2 separate regions of the Mus musculus genome follow, and region 2 is linked to region 1. Evidence: chromatin contacts called from public Hi-C data. All regions are on one chromosome and are shown on one strand. Each heading gives the region's core, a stretch centred on a gene start, on an enhancer-like site or on the middle of the called end of the contact. The rest is flanking DNA. Distances are from core to core; before and after follow the strand shown.

Evidence for each region. A called contact is a pair of places that touch in the nucleus more often than the background predicts.
Region 2: a Hi-C map of embryonic stem cells shows a contact between it and region 1, with 1.7 times the contacts expected there. The contact joins two enhancer-like sites. A contact is called at or near these places in 7 of 484 Hi-C or Micro-C datasets (the 3T3-L1 cell line, 3T3-L1-derived adipocytes and embryonic stem cells), 1 of 115 datasets of contacts at active chromatin or transcription factors (embryonic stem cells) and 4 of 9 other capture datasets (adipose tissue, embryonic stem cells, liver and 1 more).

What each region holds. Positions count from the first base shown.
Region 1 is chr6:4,548,705-4,552,515 of GRCm38.p6, reverse strand. No RefSeq gene overlaps it. Among named protein-coding and RNA genes, the nearest start is that of Gm33959, 36 kb to the left of the region's middle. Within about 2 kb of position 1,810, at least 24 of the 459 cell types and tissues checked have an H3K27ac peak or open chromatin away from gene starts, as enhancers often do. A contact at or near this core is called in embryonic stem cells, where this site is marked.
Region 2 is chr6:4,657,445-4,661,255 of GRCm38.p6, reverse strand. Gm38761 (a long non-coding RNA gene) reads right to left here. Exons shown (of 2, transcript XR_868766.2): 2 at 1-392. Among named protein-coding and RNA genes, the nearest start is that of Gm38761, 4.8 kb to the right of the region's middle. Within about 2 kb of position 2,200, at least 5 of the 459 cell types and tissues checked have an H3K27ac peak or open chromatin away from gene starts, as enhancers often do. A contact at or near this core is called in embryonic stem cells, where this site is marked.

The DNA.
Region 1 (3,811 bases), core at 561-3,060:
GCCTGAGCCACGATGTTAGGGTCAGCTCTTATTTTTGCACATGTACTCAAGGCTGTTGAGAGTCAGTCACTGAGATTCATTTACCCCTCTGTTGCTAAGAACATGTAGGAAGGACAAGTGGTGGCCTTCTTTTGGCAACCTGTTAGGGCTTGTCTTTGATGGAAGTAAAAGCAAGAAAACGTACACACACACACACACACACACACACACACACACACACACACACACAGACAGACACACACACACAGACACACACACAAAATCTTTATTTCAGACCATTTGCCGTCATATCTGTTCAGAGGGTTAAATGAGTAGTGGTCACAGCTCAGAGTTCGTTTTGTTTTGTTTTGTTTTGTTTTGTTTTTTCTTTTTTGAGAGCTGGGCCTTTCTTTCTTGTTCTCTCTCTCGGATTTGTGCCGACAAGAGTCATGGCACCTCCCAAAGCTAGCAGCTGCCTGGGCTTCCTGTGGTGTTTCTGTGATGTGCACCCCTTGCCTTCAGATGTGTGATGTTCTGGACAGTGGGGTTGGCCCGCTGTGGTATAGGATGCTCTGGACAAGCCATTCTGGCCTTCAGCTGGAAGCTGCTCTGGACCAAGCAGTGGAGAGAAAGCTAGAGTCACACTCCTTTATGCCAAGACTGTCTTACAGGCTCTGTGAGCAAAACACTTTTGAAAAACCAAAGATTTGCCCCTTACCAACATGTAGGGTGTGAAATAAAATGTGTTAGAAATATAATCACTTTTAAGCTTTTAGCTCTTTACTGGTAGTTTCTTTCCAAAAAATTTGAACTCGTTAATGCTTACTGTAATTGTATATGAAGACACCTTTTGCCTAAATTCTTGTCAGAACTTTTTTATTTATTTATTTTTTACAAAGAAGTATAGCCATGGGATCTTTGTTCTCTGGGCTTTCTGACCTTTAATCTCTTCCCTTCCTTTCTCCCCTTACTAACTCTTCCTCCTTTCATTTCTCTGTCTTTTCCTGTATCCTTCTCTTCTTGTCTCTCTGTTTTCTTTTCATCTTAATTTTTTTGAGACGATGTCCTTAGTTTAGCCATGGCTGACCTTGAACTTGCTACCCTCCTGCCTCTGTGTACGAGGTGCTGGAAGTACAAGCTTTCTCCGATATCCCGGCTTATTCTCTGACTTTACTAAAGTAGTTGTACCTTTCTTCTTTTGTATTTCAGCATTCTGCTTCCCTATGGTGTGTCGTGTTCTTTGGATCTGCCTCACTGCCAAACTTTTTAAAAATGTCCATCTAAGACCTGTTTGTATTTTAAGATTTAATGAGAAGACAGAATTTTCGCATTTGTGGAGACAAATATGTATTTTTTTTTTCAGAAGAGACAGGAAATGGGAAGATTGGGAGAAGGGCACATGAGTGTTCACATTGAACATCTGAATTCGGGGCTGTTTCTATTTTACCTAGAACACAGAGGCTTTGGTACTCGAGCTGGTACTTGTGCTGTTGCTTCCACAGCTTCATCTCCTTAAAGATTGCCTTACTATGCCCTCCGTTGTCCAGGTAGCCATGTTTAGTAATCTGTGGATGTTTAGGAAGGGCTGTCTAACTCAAAAGATACCAATCTAGAGGTTGCTGGGGCTGTGTGAGCGAGACTGAATCCTTTTCACAGAATTAGAAGAGGGATAAAATTTTATAATAGCCAAATTTGAAGAACAAATACACAGGAGGAAGACAAACCAGATAAAAGGTGGAGCTTGTGGAAGAGAGGGCTGAAAAGTCACAAGTTCCTGCTAGGGAGCTCCCTGGAGCTACATTATGGCCTGAACAAAGGAATTGATCACAGCAGGATGTCCTGAGCTCATTTCCCTATGCATGCTCCCTGGCTTGAACTTCTCCAAGTGGGTCTCTGGTATCTACCAGTCAATAAAACAGATGGAACAAACAAAAGTTGGCTATGGATTTGAATATCAGCTACTGTAACTGTATGAACATGGCACTGTACGGTCGTTTTCATGGCTACTGCTCTCAAATAACAATAGCTCAACATAAAATTATCAAGCTCGCTAATGTCTGCAGTGGTTGTTAGGCAGAGAAGAGAACTCAAGCAATCTCCAGAAGCAAATGGTTGCGTCACACTTTTCTACATGGCATGGTGACTGCAGATTGTTAGATCGATGGTGACCAGGGAGTTGCTAGGCAACTTGAAAGACAGGAATACAGAGTAAAAGAGGCTTCATTCTGAGATGAATTATTTGCAATGTTTGTAACAAACCGTGAAGGGCCTGAACATTTTCTAGATTTCTGACGCTAAGATATTGGCCTGCCACCGTTTAATAAATGCTGACATAGACATGTGACTCCTGGGGTCACATAGATGAAAGACTTTATTTCAAGAAGGCAAGGAATGTGAGCTTTATGCTTGCTTTAGGGTTCTTTGCCCCTCACGTCCCACAGGGACCATGGTTGAGTAACCCAAGTGGACGTGTCACAGTTGAGTAATACCTCATCTGGAAGCTAAGTCTTTTACAATGTGCTGTGAGCCAACCTGTGTGATGTGTCCTGGAGAGAGACATTATCTTTGACATACTGGACAGGCACTTGCTCTTTGCTCTGGAGACAAACACTATCTCTGTCTTTCAAGGCTGTTTGCTATCATTATATAAACATCTTTGAGCAGATAGTGAGGGACAAATGCCGTCAGTGCCTCCCTGGCTCTCAGTAAATGAACAAATGACAAACATCCATTATTCCCCCAAATGCTCTTTTCCCAGGTGCTTTATCTTTGCAACCATCTCAAAGGTCGGTTCTTGTTTCTGCTTGCTTGGATACTCTCTTGTAGTCTATATTCTGACTATTTTAAGATACTTTTGTTTTGTTCAACATCAAGAAATTTTTCTCACTTAAGCACAAAGGGACGCTGGTGAGAAGATTCCAAATGATTATTTGAGTTTAAGAAACACCACCAAGCCTAGTGCTGCCCAGGGACGCTTGGTGTGGGGCTGATAGTCATCGTTGATTATCTCCTTTGGTTTGCCTTCTCATCAACAGCTCCACTGTTCTCTCCTCCCAGGCTTAAATTCTCACAAGGGAGAAGCCGAGCACATCAACTTAGCTAGACTTTCCCCCTTGATTTACCCTTATATCTAGAAGGGGTTGGTCACCAACACACAACCCTAGTAAATTTTCTGTTGGAGGGCTGGTTTCGTGGGAGCTTGGCCACCTTCCCAATTGCTCTCTATTATATCTGGATTCGTTTTGATTCATATTTCATTGCTCAGACAAGAAATGAGATTACTGTTTTGAGTTTTATTTCATTTCATTTTTTAAAATCGGTTACGCTCTGACTTGCTTTGTGTTTCATTTTCCTGCCTATCTCATTCTGGGCTTTTTCCTACCTTCTTGGAGTAATGCTGTGAGTGGCTGTTAGCCATTTCAAGGTTTTGGGTGAATTGAAGCGCCCTCTGGAGATGGGAGGGAGATAGGAGTTGTGGCTTTCCCTGAAGGTCTTGTGTGGGGCAAGTAGAAGAAGATCGATGATTTTGTTAACTCCAAGTAGCTAATAGCTAACCATGTAGCTTCAAGACCATTACTTGAGTAGTAAAAATGTTACTTGTAAATATTTGATGTCATTAACACATTCTTGGATGCAAATTTCAGTAACTCTATTTAAAATGCCAGGGTAGCCATTTCTAAAGCTGTGAGTTTTTCTAATTGGGAAAGTCCCAAGATGATTTAATCAAGGCTGGTGTGAGGACTAATGTTTCCTTATCGTTCATGTGCACAAACATTCATGAGACTTCCCCAAGAAGGACCCTGAAAGTAAATTAGCAGACAATATAATAAGC
Region 2 (3,811 bases), core at 951-3,450, 110 kb before region 1:
GCTTAGGTCTAGACACCTGTACAGCCCACACATGTATTTATATACTGAAATTAACACTGCCAAGCTTTGGTATGAGAGGGTGGGACCTTTGTGGAGTAATGAGGGCACGCAGATGAATTCCCCCATGCAGGACATCAGCAGTGTGACAAGAGGGGCTTCAGAGACCTACATGCCTTACCCCTCCACCATGGGGATATGGAGAGAAGGCTGCTGTCTCTGATACTGGCACGAGGACCTCACAGACGGGGTCTGCTGACATCTCCATCTAGGTCTTCCCAGACTTCAGGAGTGAGAGGAATAAATTTCTAGCTTCTTGGCCACTCTTCTGTTAGCCTTTTTGTTAAGGCAGCCTCATAGACTGAGAGGGCAAGCAATCGCACCAAATTGTTCACCTGGAGAGAAACATGAATGCCTTTTAAACTTGTGACAGAGTCTGCAGTGACACTGCAGTATTAAGGGAGAGCTACGGTGTTGGGAGAGACTAGAGTGTTGCTATGGGAGGTGTACAGCCCCAAGGGCGCCAAGGAGGGCAGGCTCCCTGAATAACATTAAGAGTGCATGTTCCCCACAACTCAGTAATTCCACATCTGATGATGTCTCTCATACAGGCACTCTTATAAGTGCGAAATGACATATAAGCAAGGCTATTTGTGCTGTGGCACTTTTAATATGATTTGAATGGAGTTAACAGTATCAGTACTTAAAGATTATGGTGGCATGTTACCATGCCAACGACTTAGAGCCACACTATGTGATGGTTAAAAAAGAAGAAGATACAGAGGGCCACAGTGATAATAAAGTATCTGTCATTTGTGAGGATTTGAGTTCAATCTTGAGTTGGATAGTGACACATGAAGGGGACAGTCGCAGGCTGAGCTCTAGATGACTGGCCAGCTGCTCTAACCTGGCCAGTTCCAGGCACAGAGAGATCTCATCTCAGAAAACCAAAGTGGATGGCACCGGAAAGTTGTCCTTCCACAGACACACACACACACACACACACACACACACACACACACACACACACACACATACACTCACACTCACTCACACACACACACACACACTCACACTCACTCACACACACACACACTCACTCACACTCTCTCTCTCACACACACACTCACTCACACACTCTCTCTCTCACACACACACACACACACACACACACACACACACACTCACACTCACTCTCACACATATTCTCTGTCTTTCTTGCTCACTTTCTCTCCCCCCCCCCCCCCTACAATGGAAAGGTAGTATCTTAATAGAGAAAGACACTAAGGAATATTTTTAGGTGAGAAAAAGCTCAAAACTCTGGTATGTTTTATGTTAGGAGGGGAAAAAAATAGCAATTTTCTTTGCCATCTTTGAAACAAATTTTCAAGAACACAAGAAGCTAAGAGACAGGATTCCTTGTAGTTGGGTGGTAGAAAGCACAAGAACTGGGCAAACCAGGAAAACCTGAAACTTTGTGCTACTTCTCCTTAGGACGTTTTACATTTTGAACTACCAAAATCTATTTCCATATAACAATAAATACATAACCAAACATTTTGTCCTTGGAAGAAGTTAGTGACCGGTGCTGGTAACTACACAGCCAAGTGTCTTGATCTTGGGAGAGAGGTTAGTGGCAGGTGGTGGCTCCCGCATACCTTCCCATCTCAGCAGACTTTCTGTCTCCTCTGGCTTTTAAAGATAACCAGAACCCTGGAGGCTCCGCGAGGAATGCCGACCCTCTGGAACCTTCTTTCTGATCTCACCGAGTGATAGACCGATCTCTCCACTGATTTTTTTTTTATTTTTTTATTTTAATGGCTAGATTCTTCCTGTAAATGAAGCATGCACTCCCGCTTCGTGGCGGGATCACTGCGATTTAAGTTTCTGTCTCCTAAAATGTCCGCTCTTACTCACAGTCCTGCTCGGATTAGAACTGTGGAAAACTATGGAACCCCGGGCCTGGCACGGAAGACTCAAGGCCGTAGAAAAGAATTAAAAACTAGACGATTACAACACAGAAGAGAAAAATAATTCACAATGACTAAGTAAGACTCAAAAGCAAGCTATCAGCACATCCGTGAAAGTGCAAAACTCCGGCCAGTGTCAGCCATATCGCTTTTGGCTCACTGACTTAGCAAATGTAGGCGTGAGCTGCTAGAGGGACACAGGGTGACAGAAAGCTTTTGTCTGCACGCTAAAACCCTCACCAGAACGGCCATCTTTCTTGCACACCGTGATTGCACACCGTGATTGAGCTGCGGGAAGCACTAAGGGCTGGTAGTTTTTACAGGAAGACCTTAGAATTTGCTCTCAGTCACGGACAGTCGGGGCTCTGGACATTCATACCTACATTGGCGGGGTCCCAGACAACACAGACAGTGTCACAGAAAGCCCACAGTAGCACATTTCAAAAGGAAAAAAAAAAAGTGACGTAAACACAAAGTGTCAGTAGGCTACTGAGAACGACTAGCTTTGCTGTGATCCGAGTTCTTTCTGAGTTAGCTAGTTATGAAATGAAAACCAATGCGCTGAAATGAACTGTTCTATGCTGCCGTACACACTAGAAAGCAGCAGCCACAAGTTAGACAACACCTTGATTAAAATAATTTTAAAATCCTTATATAAGGATATTAAAAGTAAGCACATTAAACTTTTTTTCTACTTTGCTTTTTAATTTTGTTTTTTTTTTTTTTTTGACTAAGAGAAATTATGATTGTGTGAATTTTATTTTCTTTTGTTTGTATGACTAAGCCATTCTTTCTGCATCGGAGATTAAAATTAAATTATATTTTGTCTCCCTCCATTCTTTGCTTATTAAAATACTGTGTTCTCTGTATTATTAATTTTCACATACATATGACTATCCCTGTTTTTTTTTTCTGTTTTTTGCATGGAGCATGAGAATTTAATTGTAAATTCTGGTTTATCATTATTATTAACTATAAATGATCCCTTAATTTTTTATTTTTGTTTTCAGGCTTTAGTAACTTGTATGTTAGCTCCAGAGATCTTTAAGTACTCAGCCAAGGTAGGTTATTGCGATTGTCCTGGAAGTGTTGCTCTGAGATGCCGGCTATAAATGCACTATATAGGATGGCAGTGGACAGATAACCCCCACTTTAAACCTTGGGAACAGCCTTGGTGTTATTAGAAGTTCTGTCTGTCTGTGACTACTGATCCCAGCCACGGCCAGGCATGACAAAGGTATTAACTGACCATACACCTTTTCAATACTTGGCATCTCTGATGGACAGTCTTAGTTCTAGGGTCCCCACCACCCTCACTATGATTTCTTGACACTGTTGTGACACATCTTCTTAAGGATCCTGGCACACACACTGTTCTGTGTGTAAATGTCACAGCCTGCAAAGGGGCTTTGTCTGTGGACCCCTGCTATGTCATTTCTCCCTTCTTTTTCACAAGTATTTCCCATAGCCGATCTTTTAGACATCTAATTCCTTTTGCTTTCTGGGTACACAGCAGGCAGCTAGAGAAGTTTGAGAAGATAGATGGTAAAAATGAAGTTACGTTAGGAGGCCAGAGTATTCTGTTCAATTGTCAATGAAGAGCCATTATTAAGTAGAACATGGATCATGGCTACTCAGCATAAGATGCTAATATAATTGCCAAAGCTTTCCCGGAGGTTGATTTGATCAAATGTCCTAGAGGAGGAAAGAGCTTTTACAAGTGTGATAATTGGGACTTTTGAAAGTTTCAAGAAGAATAAGGACAGTGAAGAGAGTTCTGTAGACGATGTAGAGGAATTCTGGGCAGTTAACAGCCATAGACTAGGTTTTAAAGCTGCAGTGTC